2 separate regions of the Cricetulus griseus genome follow, and region 2 is linked to region 1. The links are chromatin contacts, called in public Hi-C maps. All regions are on one chromosome and are shown on one strand. The core of a region is the stretch at or near the end of the contact, and the rest is flanking DNA. Distances in the headings are between cores, read along the strand shown.

The links. Hi-C and Micro-C count contacts between places; a contact is called where the count stands out from the background.
Region 2: a Hi-C map of the CHO-K1 cell line shows a contact between it and region 1, with 2.1 times the contacts expected there. The contact joins the enhancer-like site here to the promoter of Trib1 in region 1. A contact is called at or near these places in 2 of 8 Hi-C or Micro-C datasets (both in the CHO-K1 cell line).

Annotation. Positions count from the first base shown.
Region 1 is chr10:27,988,320-27,995,234 of CriGri-PICRH-1.0, forward strand. Trib1 (tribbles homolog 1) reads right to left here and starts at 2,841. Exons shown (of 3, transcript XM_027431600.2): 1 at 2,442-2,841; 2 at 326-618. The coding sequence starts at 2,810.
Region 2 is chr10:27,909,971-27,917,491 of CriGri-PICRH-1.0, forward strand. No RefSeq gene overlaps it. Among named protein-coding and RNA genes, the nearest start is that of Trib1, 77 kb to the right of the region's middle. Within about 2 kb of position 5,746, at least 4 of the 6 cell types and tissues checked have open chromatin away from gene starts, as enhancers often do. A contact at or near this core is called in the CHO-K1 cell line, where this site is marked.

The DNA.
Region 1 (6,915 bases), core at 1,591-4,090:
CTTGGAGTCTGTGCTTTCCAGGACAGGTGAACACCTTTTCCCCGTTGGACTGACCTCCCTGACAAGAAAGCCTGAGCCTGGGACAGAAATAGAAGTGTATCTGTCATTAGGCAGCATCCTCAAAAGCGCCAAGGTGTCTCTAGGCTTCGCCATCCAACAGGGCAAAGAATGAACCAAGGTTGACCACAAACTTCCAGAAGCATGACTTAATACTAAACCAGGCAAGACCTGAGCCTTGGGTTTGGCTTGCACCTAACTGCATGACCTGTACCTTCAGTTTTTTTGGTTCCAAAGGGCCACAGGAGGTGCTGTGGCAGCTGCTCACCTCTCCTCCGTGGAGAAGACAAACTTCCTAAGCTTCAGGTCCCCCAGCACGATGGCCGACTGGTGGCAGTGGGCAACGGCGGAGACTATCTGCTTGAAGAGCCGAGCGGCCTCCTCTTCCCGAAGCCTTTTCCGGCTTCGCACATAGGAGTGCATGTCCCCAAAGTCCTTCTCGAAGAAGACGTAGGCCTTGGTCTCCCCAAGGATTACTTCCACGATGCCGGTAATGTTTCTGTGCGACGGCAGCTGGATGTAAGGCCTGATTTTGTCCTGGTAGTGTTTAATGGGAAACACCTGCGGAGATAAAGTGACCTGTTTAGGGGCCAGAAGTTCAGGGGCTGCCCGCCAGGTCCTACATGAAGCTGGGCTGAGGTCCTCAACCTTTGGATAGTCCATTCTCTCTGCCGTTTATGCAGCTCCAGCTGCTATGATGCCCTTAAAGCAAGTCACACCTTGGGATCCCGGCTAGCAACTTCCAAAGCCTACCCTGGTCCACACATACTTTTGTCTTTTAGGGGCCTGGTATCAGCTCCTGGGAGCCGAGCCTGACGTGGATTGGATCTTCCTAATAGATAAGGCTTGCTACAAGGTAGCTAAGGGAAGGGACCCCAGCATCCCTGCAAGGGTGAAAAGCAACAATGAAACACAGAAGGCTCAGCTCAGCACAGCCAAGGAATGTGGCGATTTCGCTGCCTCCAAGGGGAAGCAGAGGCAGCAAACATGTAGAGATGTCATTAGTCAGAGGGACTGATGACTTGGAGGGAGAGACTGACAAGGCTGCCTTAAGCAACCTTCCTATGGCTGTGACTCAGGTGGAGGCAGCCTGGGGTGTACCTTCCGACAGGAGGGGATGGGCACCTCAGAAAAGCCGTTTTCATCTGTTTACACGCCTCCCCCCACCTTAGTTGCCCCACCCCCAGAACGGAGGGCAAATCCTCTAAGAAGCTGCTGGCTGGTCTCTTTAAGGGCCTTTTGTTCACTCCGGTTACTCATATCCTAGACGCAACTGGAAATGGTGACACACGGGCTGTCACCATCTGGATTCAGCTATTATCTGCTCGGAGGAACTGGAAGGGGTTGCACAATGACCCAGACCCACCCCACCTCTGAGGTGGCTGCTCTGGTACCAACTGGGGGGGGGAATCCCTCTGCTGCTCTCTCCTCCCGCCCCACCCACCCCTCCACACAAGTTTCTCTTCCAAAACTGCTCTCATCCACCAAGAAAAAAAGGTTTTTTCCCCCCCTCTGGGCTTGACCACGCATCTGAGATTTCACGCGAGTAGACAGTAGGTGGCACCAGCAAGCGGGGAGAGGGGAGTTCAGGTGAGCTGCTGAAAACCCAGGAGCCACTCTTAACTCCAGGGGAATGAAAGCAGTCGGTGGGGGCTCTCGGTGGACCAGGGTGTGAGCGTCGCGCTCACCAAGCACAGACCGTCCACGGCTCCGCGCTCTCCAGGAGAGCCGGGCCATCCCCTATGGAGTTGTACTCCCCCTAAGGTTGCAATAAAAACTGGCGGACGCAAACTACAGCGAGTGGAAGCGAGAGCCCCTGGGAGCTCCTCAACACTCTTCTCAATCAGGCCTGGAGCCCCTCCCAGGCTTAAACCCCCGCAGGCCCGCGACTCCCTGGGGTGGGCTGTATTCTGGTTCCAGCCAGAACCCCCTGGGTAGAAGCCGGACACCGTGTCTGCAGAGCCTGTGCCGCGAACGTCCGGCTGAGAGCCTGCCAGCTGCTCCAAGCCGGGAGGAGGCACCCACTGCAGGGCGTCCGTCCAGGGCAGGGGGAGGAGGGGGGGATGAGAGCAGGGCAATGGCATGGCCCTGGAATCCATTGCAATTCCAAACTTAAATGGGACGCCACGCGCTAGCCACACTTGAGCGCCAAAGAAAAAAAGCACCGAGATGAACCCCTCCACTTGCCCTAGACCGCGGGTCCCTCAGCAGAACACTCCACAGGAAAGCCCTCAGGGGCGAAGCTGACCAAAACGCCCTCTTGATCCGACTTTTCAAAGCCCTTCCTTAGCGGCTCTGCCAACCCCAAAGCTCCGGCCGGGGCGCGATCCGGGGTAGCCAAGCCCTCGTGCCAGGCCCGCAGCCCTGGCCCCCGGGATGCTTACCTTGCAGCGCAGCTCGCGGCCGGTGTGGATGCACAGCGCCCGGGACACATGCTCGCGCTCGGCTAGGGGCAGCAGCAGGTAGTCGGCGATGCGGCTGGGCCCGGGTGCGCTCGCACAGCTGCCGCCGCCGCCGGTCCCCTGAGCGGAGGGCGGAGGCTGCGGGCTGCAGGGCGAGCCCGGGGGACTGAGGTAGTCGGGGGGGCTCGAGCACTCGGAGAGGCGCGGACACTTGGCCGCCACGGCCGCCGCGTCGTCCGCGTCCAGCAGCCGTTTGGCCGGGGTAGCCCGGGCGGCCGGGAAGAGCAGAGCCGGAGCCGAGCGGGGCTGCGAGGCGCCGCCGAGTGCAAAGCGCACGGGACCGACCCGCATCGCGGCCCTGGCCGGAGCGGCCCCGGCTTTGGAAATCCCGGGCTCGGCGCTGCGATTCCTTCCAGCCCTCGGGATGCCGTTGGCAGACGGAGCTCCGATCGGTCCCCGAGAGGTGCGCGACGACAGCCGTTCCCGGACGCCGGCGTCTTCCACACGAGGACCACGCTGGCCACGCGTCCGGGCTGGGGAGGGAGGCCACCCGGGGTCCCCAGACTCCCGCGGCCACCAGGTCTGGGCGCCTCGCGGGCGGCGGCGGCGGCGATCGGGGCCGCTATTGTTGCCGACGCTGGGGGCTGAGTCCCGGGACGGGGAGGCGGCCCGGCTTCCCCGGCTTCCCCGGGTTCCGGGGCGCTGGAGTCTGGAGGATCGGATTCCGCAGGCTCGGTGGCTTCCCGGAGCCAAGGCACTCACTTCCAAAAGCAATTAAGTGGGGAGTAGAAGCCGGCACAACTTTGCCGCGCCGCTCGGGATCCTGCGCGCTCCGGGAGTGCGAGCGGGCGGGCGGGCGGTGGAGCGTGCGAGCCGCGCTCAGAGAGAGAGTGGCTGGATGTGAGTGTGTGCGCCGCACTGATGCCGGCCTGTGCGCTCCTTCTCCTTTTCCTCCACCTCCTCCGCCTCCCGGTGACTCACGCTGTATACACACACACACACTCACACTCACACACACACTCACACACACACTCACAGGCCGGGCTGTGTAAACAGTTGGGAAGCCGGGTTGTGCAATGAGGTGGCTGCGACGACTCCAGCCCCGTCGCCCCGGCTCACAGTCACCGGAGCGGAGGGAGGAGACTGGGGAGGGGAGGGGGGGAAGGAGGGGTGATGGAGTGGGAAGCGGGGGACAGCGGGGGTGGCCGGAGGCCCGGGGATGCTCCCGACTGCGCGCGCCTGGGCGCAGGTGGGAACGTCCGTCCGTCCGTCCGGGGCCGTCTTGGGCGCGCGCGCAGGCATGCACGCTTGCACGCTTGCACGCTTGCACGCGCCCCCCGGGGCTAGGCTGGGCGGCAGGCTGCGCGCACCCGAGCGCTGGCCCCGCGGGCTCGGCGGCCCGGAGCCGAAGGAGGGGGGCGGAGGAGAAGCTCCCGTGACGTCAGGGTCCCGGGGAAGTGGGCGGGGCTGGGCGGGGGCGAGGCGGCCGCTGATTGGCGCGCGCGCACCATTCACACAACACAATGGAGTGCGAGCTCCCGGCCGGCGCGCGGCTCCCCTCCGTCCGGGCTCGGCGGGAGCCGCTGGCTGCAGCCCCGGTGGGGACGTCCCCCGTGGCTCTTGCACTCCGGGAGCTCCCGGTGGAGCTGCGGGCGCCGCCGAGTCGCGGCTGCAGCCCGGAGGAAGGGGCGAGAGGGAAGGTGATGCATTCCATTTGCAGTCATTCACCACCACCCCACCCCACCCCCCCACGCGGTAGTTCCGGGGAAAGACCTGTGCGTGGTAGTGAGTGTGGCTTTTTTTTTTTTCTCTCTCTCTCCCCCTTCCTTTTCCTGCCTCCTCCCGGCTCTAATCCCCAGCGTCTGTTCGCTTCCACAAATAGAACCTTCTGTTGGATGAAATAAAAGCAAACACTGGGCCTTCTGCTCTGCCTCCACCTCCACGCCCCTCCCGCTCGCCCGCTCGCCCGCCCCGATTTGCACGGAAATAGCTTCTTCTCCAGGCTCCTGGGCCGCCCCTTCGCGGTGACTCGCAGAAAGAGCTTCCTGAGCTCCGGCCGGTGGGAAACAAAGGATGTGGGGAACTGGCGGAAGGGGCCCACGTGGCAGCCGCCAGATTCCTGTCTCCTCCCGCCTCCGTCCACGCCCTAGGTAGGGTCTAGGGCGCCAGAGCGGTCCAGGGTATTGGAGTACCGGTCATTGGATCCACCGCCAGGGGTAGACACTACACTACCTGCACCCGGACAAGGTCGCGTGTGCGCGTTCGTGCAGCCTGAGTTGGGTGCCCTTGGAACTGGCTTACCCTGCTCTGGAAGCTGCTTTGCAGTCACATTTTGTGTTGTTAGGGTTTCTGTCCCCTCCCACCCCCACCCCCCCTTTCGCAAACCAGGTCAGTTTGGAGTCCCTGGATCCTCACTCAGCACAGATACCTATTATCAAAATCCTTGTGCTTATGCTGAATAATTAATTTTCTAAAACCAGGTCAAGCCCAAGAATAAATCCTTTTCATTATTAATTCTCCAGCCATTCAACAAACGCTAATTAAGCATCTCCAAGGGCTAGACGCTGGGGATTAGACAACTTAAATTGAACCGGTAATGCTGGGATGGGGTGGGGGGAACAGGCTCCTTGTTCTTAGCGCTTTGCACACCTTGCTACACTTTGGTTCTGTGCTCACTTCACAGGGTTACTTTTTGCCCCAAGAAAGAAACGGAAGCCTAGAACTTGCTGTGTCTCCTTGAAAGGCTGTCTCCCGAGTCTCCTTCCAAGGCTAAGTGCTAACAGCACGCAAGGAGTCTCCGAAGAGACTACATTTGTGAGACTACAATTTGCATAGAAAGGAACCATTAGGGGGACCTCCATCTGCAACACCCTGGACCTGGGTTAGGAGAGCTGTTAAGAGGAGAGCTATGAACAGTGGCTGGCCAGGAGGGCTAGCCAAGAAGGACAGGGCAGCTCCCAGGAAGGCAGGGAGCTGATCTTCACAGGTTGTTGGGAGCTAGTATGTTTAAGAAATTTCTCAGCCGGGCGTTGGTGGCGCCCGCCTTTCATCCCAGCACTCGGGAGGCAGAGGCAGGTGGATCTCTGTGAGTTCGAGGCCAGCCTGGTCTCCAGAGCGAGTGCCAGGATAGGCTCCAAAGCTACACAGAGAAACCCTGTCTCGAAAAACAAACAAACAAAAAGTTTCTCTAAACCTGGAGGTGGTGGTGCAGGCCTTTAATCCAAGCACTCAGGAGGCAGAGTCAGGTGGATCTCTGAGTTCTACAGAGCCAGTTCATCGTAACCCGTTTACATCACCAAAGACCACCATTGTTTCAGGACACCTCAGCTAAACACTGAGATGATCTTCACAAACTCACTTTCTCGAGCTCTCTTAGCGCTTTGCACACCTTGCTACACTTTGGTGGGAGCCTCTGGAAGACCAGGAGCAGGTGGGAGGCAGAGGAGAGTTACCAGGAGCTTCCCACATCTACCCTTCTCTTTGAGACTGGACTCTCCTCCCTGGTTGCCGCAAGGGCATAGCAGAAGCTCTTTCGGGAACCGCCTTGACAATCTTCACACTGGCCATCCTCACATCCAGTGACTATCTCTGGTGGAAGGATGATGGCCGGGTCCTCTTGCCAGGGCCTCTGCATTTCCAGTTTCCAAGCCCCCAGCTGGAGGCCATGGAATTCTTCTTAGATTGCAGTGAGCCCAGCTACTCCTCCTGCCCCAGCTACTCCTCCTGCCCCAGCTACTCCTCCTGCCCCATCCAGCTCCTTCCCTGCCTTCCACTTCCTGCCTTCTGTTTCTCATTTCCAAATGAGTAGCTCCTGGGGACCCCAGTCCATGGCACCCTCTCTTCATAAGCCCAGCTCACTGTAAGGATTCTGGCTCCTGGGATCAGGTGATACCACCTTGTCTCCTAGTCCTCGAGTGACAGTGACTTCCTGTTGTTAAATTCTGAGTCACCCTCAGCCCTATGCTTTGTTCTGTTTTATTCCTGCTTTTCCAATACCTTTGGAACCAGTTCCCCCTATTAAATTCTTTGTAGCAAACTCGTTGACCTGGAGTCTGTTTCCTTGTGTAGCCCCTTCTCTTTCTCTGCCTGCCCCCCAACTTAGTGCAAGGCTGTATGCTGGATTCCTACAGTGAGCTTCTGAGCCATGAAACCACCCTTTCAGACAACAGCAAATACCTACTATGTGTCGGGGTACCTACTAAGTGCTGCGGTTACAGGTGCACACACAAAGTCAAGCTGCCCTCTATTCCCTTAATTCATTTTTTTTTTTTCAAATGCACAACTATACCTGGTGAAACGTAAACCTGATCACATCAAGCCCTGGCCTGCCCCTGAAGGACTCAGAGAAAATCCACACCCCAGACTAGAAAAGTAGACCTTCATTCAGGTCCGGCTTCATTCTCAAGACTGTCTTTCTCGTCTCCTGGTCTCCTGTCCTACCCGTGCCAGGTCCTGG
Region 2 (7,521 bases), core at 4,496-6,995, 75 kb before region 1:
AATCAAACAAGTAAAACAGCATACTGTAGGCTGGACAGAGTGGGTGATGATCTTGAAACCTTAGTCTATCTATCTAGTCTATCTCCTCATTGGATGGATAGATCAGACAGCTGAAGTCCGGAGATGATAAATGACTTATTTCAGAAAGACTTTTGACTGCAAGTAGCAGAACCCAACCCATATGCTTGTCTCATCTAAGACATCCATTGGTAGTTTGGTGCTGTGTGAACCCAGCCACTTAGACACACCGGAATCTTTCTGCCTCTCTGCTCTGCCGGCTTAATATCGGTGGTCTGTAGGCCTTACAAGATGGCCTCTGCATCTAGGGAGAGCTGAAACTACTGCTATTTCAAGATTTCCTCGGGACAAGGTCCACTCCCAAGCTTACACAGTGGCTGTTAGCATGATCTGGTGCATCTTGGACTCTGGGCTGGGAGCCTCAGTGCTTCCATGGCTATTGGCTAGAAGCCACTGCTGGTTCTGTGCCATGTGGACTTCTGTGAGAGGCAACTTAATGATAGGGCTCCGAGAGAAAAGAGAAAAAAAGAGAAAGAGAAAAAAAAAAAAAACAATAGGGCTCCATGTTTCATCAAACTAAGCAAGGAAGCAAAGAAATGACACAAACGAGTACCAGCACACACACACATATATGAATGCACATAGGAGCATCCAGAACTACACACATATGTATCTGTTAGGGAACATATATATATATATATATATATATATATATATATATATATATATATATATATTCCATATATATTAGGAAAAAAGTTTCTTATGATTTGCCACCAGCAATGTACTCTTGATTTTTGTTTTGTTTCGGTTTTTGGTTTTTGGTTTTTTGAGACAAGTTTTTTCTGTAGCGTTGGAGGCTGTCTTGGAACTCACTCAGTAGACCAGGCTGGCCTAGAACTCACACAATTCCGCCTGCCTCTACCTCCTGAGAGCTGGGATTAAAGGTGTGCACCACCACCACCACCTGGCCATGTACTCTTGTATTTTATATTTAATTAAAATCAACTTTTAAAATTATAGTTACAACCTAGCAACTGATTTCACAGTCCACTAATAGTTATCGATGTCCAATTTGAAAATGACCAGCATGGACATCGACGCTATTTGAACGTATGCTCTGATACTGGCAAGCTCCATGCCTTTGAGCAAAGTATTCACCAGTGACTCCCAGTTCACAGCCTGGATACAGGTCTTAGTCCCAGCTGTTGGATTGTATGGGTGTGGGGACTTGAATGAGCGCAAAGCATGTATGGACATCCAGGAAATGGAAGAAGCCATATGAGACAGAGGGACTGCACAAGGCAGGCATTCTTCCCTGCTATTGGCTGGAGGCAGTAAGGCACCGCCTCCTGGCAGAGGAGCCTAGGCAGTTGAGTAGGTGCAAACCTACATGCTTGAAAATAGACATTGTGAATCGGGCACTAATCCGGCCCTGGGGGAGCTTAGATTCCAGAGATGAGTCACAAACTGGGTTAGTACATGAAGGGTGGTGTCCCGGTTACTACACAAAGAGATGGAGTTAAGACAATGGTGCTCAAAGATCAGAGGTGTGTCTTCCAATGGAGAGACCAAATGCCCTCGGGAGCCATGTCTACACGTTCTACAAGGGAGCCCCAGGCCCCAGTACACCCTTGACCTGAAAGACAAGCCTTAAAAATAGAAATGAGAAAGTCAATGAATTCATCTAACTCTGAGAAGTGCAGCGGCGGACAGACAGGAGACTCCAGAAAAGGAATTCCATAGGGATCTCTTGCAAAGGCTTCAAGACAAAGTTTCACTAAATGAAGTCAGGCCCATCCCAGGAGAAGCCGTGAATTGTCTCATCACTTCCTTAGCCTGCATCTGCCCAGAAAACCTGAAAAGGAAAGACAGGACTCCAGACGTGACGACATGGATTCCACTCTTGGCTAGTCCCTTCCACTCAGCCTATCAAATGAAGGGTTTGGGCAAAATAGTTTGCAAACTGATTTCTGGGCCTGTAAGTTCTCTGTTCTGTATGTTCTTTTCTTCCCTCGCACCCTTCTGATTACCCCAGGATGGCCTACTATGAGCTGCTCTTATCAATTTTTTGGCATGTTTGCTCCACAATCATGGGCCACAAAGAGCTAGCTGAGTTCAAAGTATTCTGCTTACTGCTGCTGTGAAATGGATTGCTTCAACACTTGGGGTATCTCCCCTTTTGTGTTGTTCCTGGATTTGTGGGCTGAGAATTCAGGACTGGACTAAAAGTTCTTGCTCCATCTTGCCAGGATGCCGGCAGCTAAGGCTAGCCCTGGTGAGGTGGTCAGGGAAACCTCTACAGTGTGGCTGTCTTGAGGGTGTCAGCTTTCCTACCTGCCATAGCGAGGAACCAAAGGGAACCAAAGGGAAGCTTTGTGGACTTTTTTGAGACTAGGATCTCAAGAAGAAAAGCCTTGGCTGCCCTCCATCACTCAAACAGAGGCAGGGAAGCCAGCTCAGATCCACAGGGAAGGGATGCTGGCTTCACCTATCAGTGAAAGGCCGGCCAAAGAGCTTGCAGAGTTCTCTTAAAATGTTCCTTCCCTACCCAGGCACGCCCCACAGTACCCTTGAACGTCCTGAGATTGGTGATGCTCACAGATGTCCCTCTTGACCACACCCAGCCTTATCAATGCCTCTGCAATCATAACTTGCTGTCCTGCATCCCACGTCTGTGCAAGATCCCAGCACCTCTCACAGAAAGAGCCTAGTGAGGCCATTTCAGACACTGCGAGGGAAGAAAAGAAGCCAAGGGCATATGTATTGTGCAAATCCTAGCGGATTCCGATGCGCGTTGAAGCCCTATATTTAGAATTCCTAACAACACAGAAAACTCTTGATAGATTGTGTTGTGATTTTAAAAAGAGGCACGTGAGAGAAAGATGCCATGAAACAGAGCTTGGGTGGAGGGGGTTTTTATTGGGGGGGAAGTGGGGGAGGGGAGACCAGCCTGGGGGGGGACAGGAGTGGCAAAAGAGAAGAGAGAGGTGGGGGGAGTAGAGACAGAGAGACAGGCAGAGAGGCAGAGAGAGAGAAGAAGAGAGAGAGAGAGAGAGAGTGAGGGAGAGAGAGGGAGGGGGAGAGAGAGAGAAGGAGGGAGAGAGAGAAGGAGAGAGAGAAGGAGGGGGAGAGAGAGAGAGATGGGAGATGGGCAGGGCCCTTTTCAAAGGGAACATAGTGAATTGCACAGGTGGTGCTCTTAGTGGCTGCAGCTGAGGGCGCGTCCTGTCAGAACCCCTAGGGCAGGCCAGTGCAGATGCCTGAACACTAACACATAGGACTAGACATGGGAAAATATATCTGAGATGATAATTTCTAAATCCTCCCCCATTTTAACCCGTGGAATGGATACACACCTAGAGATGAATGGATCCTAACTAAAGGGACATGGTTTCCATCCACTGTCTCTAAAGTATCACATATTATACCCCACCTGATATTGGTGGAGCAATAGCAAAAGAAACTAGCTCTAAAACGAGGTAGGTAACGGGTTACCACGGCGTGTCGGGAAATGAACGATCTGCGGGTGAACTGCAAGTCTTCCCTTCCCCCCCTCTCTTCTTTAGCCGCCTGTGCCCACCCACCTCCTCCCATGATGCAGTCATCTAATTTCTCCCCACCCATATTCTCTGTTAACCCTTTTCCTTCGCGCAGGTGTGTGACTACAGATCCCACGAAAGCAAGACTCTATTGCATCCGCGCTTCTGGAGTCAGACACACAATGGGCTTCCAATAGACAATTTGAACGGCCAAGTCCCTCAACAATCCACTTTACTGGAAGGCAAGTTGGCAAAGGAGAGGGGAAAGACAGAATGGAATAAGATGGGATGAGAAGGGGGGACTAGCATTGACGGTGAAAGCCCGAAGGAAGAACTCAACTCCAAGCAGGGCAGCAGATTGGAGCAGTGGCTTTCAACTCTCTTGGCACACTCAACCCCCCTAGGAAGCTTTTAAAGCATGGAATGCCCGTGTCTACCTCCTAGTTTTTAGAATCGGTGATGGTTGGGATGGGACCCAAGCGCCGTGATTTTTCTAGAGGTTTCTATGTGGTCTGGGTTTGTACCCATGAGTGAGGAGTATGCCAGCATTTTCAGTTTACAAAAAGTAAGTTCGCCTCAGGCTGTGAGGCTGATGCCTAGGAGAGACACCAGGTCTGGGACACTACATAATGTAGGGTCACCAGCAGCGGGACCCATATATAAAAAGTACTTCAGCGCATTGCTGTGACAAAATGCATGAGTGGAACTCTTATCTCTTGCCCTCTATGGTCTGTTCTACCATGAGCCGGGCTGGCTGTGCGCTGCGTGCAATGTCTCCTGCACCATAAGGACTGGGCACTCTGAAGTTGCTCTATCTCTGAAGGGAGACAGGCGACTAGGACACCCTAGCACCTCATTCTCCTCAAGACTGATCTCTCCCCCACCCCACCCACATTGTCTTTCTCCAGCTGACCAACTACCAGCAAATCATGACACACCCCTTGCAAAGCCCATTGGGCCTACATCAGTATTCTGCTTCCACAGAGATATAAACACCTCTCCTTGGTCCTTTGAGGCCCCCGCTCCTAGCCAAATCCACGTCAGCTCTTTCGAAAATAAAAGTTATAGTAACTTCACCTACTCTCCCCTGAGCTCTGACTGGTAAGTTGATGCTATGGTAACTCATACTACACAGCAGAGGGCTGCACTTGCTGTGCATTCAGAATGTCCCAGGTATACCACTTTCATCTGTCATCCCATCTGTCAACTCTATGAGGAAGTCACTTTTACCCCCTGAACAAACTCGGGCACACAATCAGCTATAAATGACACACCTATAAACACACAGCCAACAAAGCCAAAATGCCTGGCTGTCAACTCTGGCTTCTCAGGGGCCACTGAGGATTTCTGTGAAGACCTCCTGTGGATGTCTTGGGAGTCTTCCCCCTGTGACGGTAGGTCTGAAACTCACAGGCCCCCTTGCCTCTCACCCTGAGTGAGAATTACAGAAGTCTGTCTCCATGCCTGTCTTCCTCTTGCGTGTGCTCAGCCGGCAGATACCGTTTCCTGATTTTACAGAAGGGAAAGAGCAGCTCTGCTCCGTCTGCAGACTCACTCCAAGACACCATATGGGATTTGAGCCTCAAGTTCATCCCAAAGCCCGGTGGTTCCCAACCACTTCTTCACTCTGCCTCGGTGCTTGGGAAGGCAAGAAGGGCTCTTTTCTGCCAAACAGGTGCCAGAAAGTCTTTCTCAGGCTGTCCACATGAGGAGCCTCTGGGACTTGCAGGTCCAGGGGCTGTGTCACTTGGCTTGAAAGTGTACCCCGTCTCTCCCTCAGTACACACAAGGAGCTGTTGCATATTAGAGTGCAACAGGTCTCCAGCCGAAGCTCGGGTGAGTGACCTAGGTCCCTGCTGTCCAGGCTGCTCAACCCCGGGGACCACACCCAAATACTCTGGAAATCTGTAACTGGCACCCTTGCCCTCCTCCCACGACCTAGGGTGCAGGCGCTGCTGATTCACTTTTAAGAAGCTTTGCTTTGCACAGCGGCATGAGGAAGGACTGTCCCCCCACCACCACCCCACCCCCAGAGCCACGTGTGTTTGCTATGATTCATCCTGTTGCCTGCAACCTTCTCAAAAAGAAAAAAAAAAAAGAAAGAAAGAAATAAGAGTCCTTACGCAACCGGGAGCCTCTGGGAGCCGTGCAGTCCAGGGGCTTCCCCGCTTAGTCACCCTCTGGGCCTAGGTCCACTTCCACGCAGCCACGGGAACTCAGAGGGACAGGCATATGTCCCAAAGAGGAACTGAGCACATTAGCAAACCGGCTGAAAGCCGCCCCTCGGGGTTGGCGAGTGCGATGAGGCAAGAGGGCAGCTGTGCAGATCCTGCGGAATACAAAGTGCACCATCAACAAGATTTCGGGGGGCCCACGAGGGCCCTACCCCGTGCCCTCTGGCCCCGGGCACTCTAGAACTGAAGAGAATGACAAGGATGAGTCCCTGTGTGCAAACCGGGATGTGCGAGCCGGCTTGCTGTACGCCTGGCTAACCCTGCTGTGTGAGCCGGGGCCTGTGGAGGGCCCCCCCACCTGGTGTGGTCCAGGAGGGGCTCCTGCCCCCACTCTGCCTCCAGTGGCTCCTCTTTCTGCTGGAGGCTGACTGTGGGAGCTCAGATCGCACACACTAACCGGCATCCCGGCCTAGACTAGAGTCTTGAAACCACGGCTTGTGCTGGAGCTTTTGGTTTTGTTGCTGTTTTAAAGCAGATGCTGGAGGCTTGGGAAGGATTTACCTCGTCCAACCCCTTACCTCCAATAAAGCTGGACCCGGAGAGAGGGAACACACACCCAGGTCACAGGGCAACATGCTGGGATTGAACTTGGCTGCGGCCTGAAAGGCTGAACGTGACTGGATTCCATCACCTACCTCTAAGTCAGCCTCTCCCTCTCGTCCTCTCTCTCTGCCCACTCTACCCATGTTGCCCAAATGCTGAGAACTCTCCCACCCTCAGGGCCTTTGCACCGTCTTCTCTGCCTTAATTTGAGTCTCATGGCTCTCTCTGCTCTAGTGTCAACTCCTCAGCTACCTTCTCTGACTCCTCTTCTATATGGGAGGCCCTCCTGTGTTCCCTCAGTCTCTCACTGGTGCCTTCTGTGTTCCCTCAATCTCTCACTGCAGGCCTTCAGTGTTCCCTCAGTCTCAAACTGGAGGCCTTCTGTGTCTCCTCAGTCTCTCACTGGTGCCTTCTGTGTTCCCTCAGTCTCTCACTGGAGCCTTCTGTGTTTCCTCAGTCTCTCACTGGTGCCTTCTGTGTCTCCTCAGTCTCTCACTGGAGGCCTTCTGTGTTCCCTCAGTCTCTCACTGGAGGCCGTCTGTGTTCCCTCAGTCTCTCACAGGTGCCTTCTATGTCTCCTCATTCTCTCACTGGTGCCTTCTGTATCTCCTCAGTCTCTCACAGGTTCCTTCTGTATTCCCTCAGTCTCTCACTGGTGCCTCTGTGTCTCCTCAGTCTCTCACTGGTGCCTTCTGTGTCTCCTCAGTCTCTCACTGGTGCTTTCTGTGTCTCTTCAGTCTCTCACTTGTACCTTCTGTGTCTCCTCAGTCTCTCACTGGTGCCTTCTGTGTCTCCTCAGTCTCACTGGAGCCTTCTGTGTCTCCTCAGTCTCTCACTGGTGCCTTCTGTGTCTCTTCAGTCTCTCACTGGTACCTTCTGTGTCTCCTCAGTCTCTCACTGGTGCCTTCTGTGTCTCCTCAGTCTCACTGGAGCCTTCTGTGTCTCCTCAGTCTCTCACTGGTGCCTTTTGTGTTCCCTCAGTCTCTCACGGGTGCCTTCTGTGTTCCCTCAGCCTCTCACTGCAGGCCTTCTGTGTCTCCTCAGTCTCTCACTGCAGGCCTTCTGTGTCTCCTCAGTCTCTCACTGGTGCTTTCTGTGTCTCCCCAGTCTCTCACAGGTGCCTTCTGTGTTCCCTCAGTCTCTCACTGGAGCCTTCTTTGTCTCCTCAGTCCCTCATTGCAGGC